2 separate regions of the Gossypium arboreum genome follow, and region 2 is linked to region 1. Evidence: chromatin contacts called from public Hi-C data. All regions are on one chromosome and are shown on one strand. Each heading gives the region's core, a stretch centred on a gene start, on an enhancer-like site or on the middle of the called end of the contact. The rest is flanking DNA. Distances are from core to core; before and after follow the strand shown.

Region 1 (2,700 bases), core at 198-2,697:
TGGCCTAAAATTTTGTTAAGAGAGATCACAACAAGTTCTAATAGAGAATTAAAAAAGGAAAGTATAATTATATAAAGTTTAAGGAAATTGTACGAGATAAGTATGCTTAAATAAAATAGATAAAAGTTTATTACATTTAATAGTTTTATAATAATATCTATAACTTATAATTTATTAAAATTCCAATCCAATGTTACATATAATTTTAAGTGCATGGAAATTTAGGTAAAATTAGATTTAATAGTTTTATAATAATATCTTTGTAAATATCCAAATTCGCTCATGTGGACGTTTTAACAAATAATACATTCATAAATTAGATAGATATTTATTCGAAAATATTTTTAATTCAAAGATATTTATTAACGTAATATACAAAGCTATAAATATAAATTTATGTTTATTAAATTTATATTTAATTAAATTAATGTGTCACTGACAATAAACTATAAGCAATTAATTTAAGCAAGTAGCTGGAATATTGCCCTTGCTAAAATTGGGGTCCAAAGAAATTCAATGTTCTTAGCATGGTGTTAGAAAATGGAAAATGGTTCTGATTTTTAGTTTGTAATGTTATGAATATTAATGGTGTTAGTGCGACTCAATTTGGGTTACTAGAGGTAAACTCAAGATTTATGATTATTATTTTTAATAATATTATCTTTAAAGTTTGAATTTTATTTTCTTATTAAAAGTTGCAATGTGTTTTACCATTACATCCAATCACTTGTTAGTTTACATCAATTTTTATAGTTTAATGTTAATTAAAATAAGTTTTTCATTTTAATTTTTGTTGAGAAGTTTTTATGCTATAAATTATAATTTGATTCTAGTTCTTTTTATTAAATACAAATATTTCAAATATAAATAAAAATAAAAATATTATCACTTTATTAATATTAAATTTAAAATTTATTAAAATATAATGTACCTTCGTACATTGCACAAGTTTAAAACTAAGTATAATTATTTAAGAAAAATATTTATTTTATTATTACGATATATTGCAAGATCACAATAGGAGTAGAGTTTTTAAAATTACTTTTAAAATATTTATGAAAATAATAAAAGTAACATTTGATGTATTTTTGAAATAAATATTTTAAATTAAAATATGTGGGTGTTCTTAAATTTATTTAATAAAATATATTAAAATCAAATTTTTATATTAAAATTAATTAAATTCAGAAATTAACTTGTAATATCAATTTATATATTATAGATTAAAGGCCCATTTGATTAGACATTGAATTACCAAGTTGCCTCAAATTTACAGAAAGGGATTTGAACACGTGTTTACCAATCCATTAAGTAGTACACAAACTAATTGAAACCCACTTGTAAGTTTATCAGAATTCCCAGGAACAGTCAAAAGTCTGTTTGGAATTTGAAATCTCGACCCTCTTAAAAGAGACGTTATAGGCTTTTTAATTCCACTTCGTTTTAATAATGATTAAAATTAAATTACAAAATTTTAAGCAAAGCAATTTTAATTTTATTTTTTTTTTAAAAAAAATGGAAAACCCCTATGCTATTATTTACTCTGTGTCTCCATTTATTGCTTTGAACTACATCACACATACACACAAACACACCCTTCTCTCTTTCTTTATCCCTCAGTCCTTTTCTGACTCTCAAAGGAGGAGCCTTTCACTTTTGTTTCTCCCAAAAATCTCAAATTTAAGCTGAACCCCATTGCAATGTTCTGTCCTTTTCTCTATATTTAAGTTGAGCCATGAAATATTGTTGCATTTAAGCTGAAACCATGAAATATTGCTGCATTTAAGCTGATCTCATTCATTGGACTTCAGTGTAAGTCTTTTTCTTCCATTTAAAGTTCTGGGTTTCTTTTTGTTTCTTTTTTTTGTGGGGGGGGGGATTTGGCAATTGCTTTTCTTATCAAATTGCTGCTTATTGATCATTGTGTTGTTGGTTTGAGCCTGTATGTTTATTTATTGTTTGTCAAAGAATTGTTTTCTTTAAAGGATTGTGCCCTTAAAATATTTGAATCTAGTCTTCTCGACGGATGTTGAATTAAATTGAATTGCTTGCTAAATTATAGGGGCAATTTATCTCTTTCTATCATTCTCAGACAGCCTTTTATTTGCAGATTTTATTAGAATTGGGATCTAAGGTGTTTGTTTTGGTAAAATGAGAGTATGCAATTAGTTTCTACAATTTTTTTTTTTTGTTAATCCCTCTTAGTACCATAGGAACTTCATCTGTTAAAGCTAATTTCAAATGGTATAATATTGTAGAGATGTTGATATAGAAGGGCTTTGACATTGTAAGTTGCTTGTCACCGGAAAGTGTGGGAATAAAAGAGCTAAATATCTTAAGAATGAGTGCACTATGACATAGATTTAAGATGGTGACAATGTGATTTTTGTGTTCATTTCATGTTCTTATATTGTCTTGCTTGTTTGACAAATTTTAGCTGTTTGAAATTCTGCCAAGTCAATGGCAGAAAAAAAGGTGTGCAATGTCTAGTTAAGTGGCATGAAAAATGAAGATACAGATGCTACATTTGGCCGTGTTTTGTGTTTTTAGAGATCTCAGGGTAAAAAGAAACAAGTTCATCTCCATTGATAGGCTTTTAACATCCTTTTTAGGGTACCAGATAGATATCTGATCTTCCATTTCATCTGATAAAATATTGACTGAAATTACAAAGAAAGCTCCTATCTTGGAGTGTTGAAT
Region 2 (2,985 bases), core at 480-2,979, 230 kb before region 1:
AATACAACCATCAAATTGCTTTCTGAAATCTCCCGGAAAACGAAAACGGAGGTGGTTGGTTCGGCAACTCTGTGATCACCGGGTCTTCTCTCGCCATGGTTGTCAACCGATGTGGTGGCGAACCAGGTGGTGATGTGTATAGGACGGTTGTTTCAAGTACCTGTTGGCGAACAAGTTGCTGTTGTTGGAACAACTTTTGGGCATGTAATGCAGTCAAGTAGAGGCCAGCCGCCAAGAAAACGGTCATCAATGTCAACACACCAGCCGCACAAAACAAGCCTTCTCTGATTATGAGACAGCTTTCTCTCGGTTTCGACCAGTTTTTCAAATGTCCCGATTCCACACTTAGCCCTATCAACAACAAAATCTCAGCCACCGCAAAGCAAAGCCTGAAATTGGAATCAATGAAAACTTCAGCTGCTTTGCTTTTATAATTGAATTAATCTCACCAGAAGTCCTCAAATTATTGGACATTTTAAAATTGATCCTGAAACTTTAAAATCATCTTTAAAGTATCATTTTAGTCGTCAATTTAGACATACTGATTGTGGGTTATATTCAAAATACAAGAACTAAATTATAAACATGTGTGTACCAACCGCATAGAGAGTTTGAATTTAATACGATAAACAACATATGATTGTGATGATGTTAATAAAATTTAAAATGACTATTTTTAAGCTTAAATGATAAAAAAAAAGTTCTAAATTAATAATCAATTCGAACTCTAGTGGAAAAAAACACCTAATTGAGCCCTTAGTCAAAAATTAATCTAAAAAATTTGATAGCTTAATTAATTGCTAATTTTCTATTAAACCCTCGTTTAATTGATTATTTATTTATTTAAAAGTTAAGCCTTGTTATCTATAAAGTAAATATATATATCTACAAAACCGTAGTCAAAGGTAGCCAAGTTATTTAATGTTTAAGATAATGTTTTAAGGGCCCAATGAAAACTTCTAAAGTATAAGTTCGAATTTAGAATTTGTATCATAGTTTGATGTAAGATACAGTTAACCTTAATAGTTTAAAGAAAAGGGTAATCGAAATTCATAAGCAGCATAGGAAAAAAAAAACTGGAAAAAGGGCACGAAGATGAAGCAATGCAATTGAAAAGGGCGGTGAAACCCAGAATGAAGGCTGATAGTGTATGTTTGAGAATGTTACCAAGTGGTGACAAAGAAAAATCCAGCCTGCCAGGTGAGAGTCTTGAACTGAGTGGAATCAGGATCCCATGAAAGCAGAACCGGCGGCGGTGATTTACTCACCGCAATCAACATGTACATATGTTCCACCAACATCACCACTGCAAGTCCCACAAATGCCACTGCTGAACACAACAATGCCATCTTCCCGCTTCCACTGTATATGCATTCATATTTCACGTCTTTCCCGTCTTCTCCACTCTCCACCCATTTTTCCTACGCCACATCATGTGTATATCAACGAACTGAAGCGAGGACATAAAGGGAAAAGGGGGGGGAGGGGGGAGAGTTAAGTACCTGGGAACGAGTGGCTTCGGCTATGAGGCAAAGTACGAAGCAGAAGAGACCACATATGATGGTGACAACTATGAAAGCAACACCGGTTTTGCTGCCTAATTCGGTGCTTCGACGACTTGGGGCGAGATCAGCATGTGTGACACCTACTGTTTTAGGCATTTTCGGGCAACAAAAACGGAATTCATGCAAGGAGTTGATGGGCGGGCGGGGAATTAAATGGTTTGCGCTACCAAAACTGAAGGAATTATAGAATAGCTTGGAGCAAAGGTTGCTTAAAGCCCAAAGATTCCAATGATTCTGGCCTTTACTGTGAAGTTATTCACATTGATTGTGGCTTTTTCTATAATTTTTCTAAAGATGAAGGCCACAATGGGCTTTGCTTCATCATAGACACGTGTAAAATATTAGAGACTTCACCATCTTCCACCGTCTTTTATCTCAAAGTGCATTTCCCATCCTTTCTTTTTCTTTACCTTTGCCTCAAAGTGGAATTTCTTAGACATTGCAATTGTAATAGAAAAACAGTCTCCTGATACCAATGTTACTGTTTCAGCTCACATTATGATTATTTTTTATATTCTCTATGTCACATTAAATTTTGATTTAAGTTAAAAGCTTAAAAAAAATCAAGATATGAATTATATTTTTTTTGGAGAAGTTAAATAACAATTTTATCAAGTACATGGTCAAAGGTTCTTATCTGTATCCTCACTAAATATGAATAAGCTTTCTCATTACTGTTTTTTCCATTAAGATGCCACTTAACTTAGCATTGGATCCGACAAACGTTGGGAATTAGATTGATACATTAAATTAATTGGATCGAAAATTAATTGATCAATTAGTTTAAATAAAATTAAACTAGTTAAATTACGAACTTTCTGAATCAATTAAATTAAAATAAAATTTTGATCAAGTCTATATGGTTGAATGGATTTTATGATTTTTTTTAATTTTTTAATAATTTATTTAATTGAAACTAAATCAATGATTAAACCAATCAAATTAAAAATTAATAACTAACTAATTCGATTACTAATTAACCATGGACATTTTAACAAAATTTTGAAGTTTAGAGATTTAATTACTATAAAAATGAAACAAAACAGGTTTGGCTTTCAATGTTGACCAAACAAAACATAAAGTTCCTAGATGCCTAAAGTTTCAATTGTTGAGATTTGCCAACTTTAGAGAAAGGAATAATAACCCAACAAAGTGATACCCCCCCTGAAAGAACAAATGCAACAATGACTTAAGAATATTGATGTCGGTTTGCTGCAGTGCCTTCTAATCTTCTCTGGTTTATTCCAAGAATATATTACAATTATATAATTAATTCATCTTTCAGCATAAACTTCAAAGTTTATGTTTCACAAAGTTGTTACTTATACAGTAGAATAATTTAAAAAAAAAAAAATAAACTATCTCTAAATGATGGTATTTAGCGAATTTAAAGGTTGGAATCTGACATTTGTAATCCTAG

Evidence for each region. Hi-C and Micro-C count contacts between places; a contact is called where the count stands out from the background.
Region 2: a contact with region 1 is called in a Hi-C map of leaf, with 4 times the contacts expected there. The contact joins the promoter of LOC108488840 here to the promoter of LOC108486969 in region 1. A contact is called at or near these places in 2 of 5 Hi-C or Micro-C datasets (both in leaf).

What each region holds. Positions count from the first base shown.
Region 1 is chr10:108,216,184-108,218,883 of ASM2569848v2, reverse strand. LOC108486969 reads left to right here and starts at 1,447. Exons shown (of 6, transcript XM_017791136.2): 1 at 1,447-1,812.
Region 2 is chr10:108,448,107-108,451,091 of ASM2569848v2, reverse strand. It overlaps LOC108488840, which reads right to left and starts at 1,729. Exons shown (of 3, transcript XM_017793122.2): 1 at 1,503-1,729; 2 at 1,168-1,421; 3 at 1-389. The coding sequence starts at 1,661. The coding sequence ends at 11. It overlaps LOC108489214 (protein FAR1-RELATED SEQUENCE 11-like), which reads right to left. Exons shown (of 5, transcript XM_017793578.2): 5 at 2,973-2,985.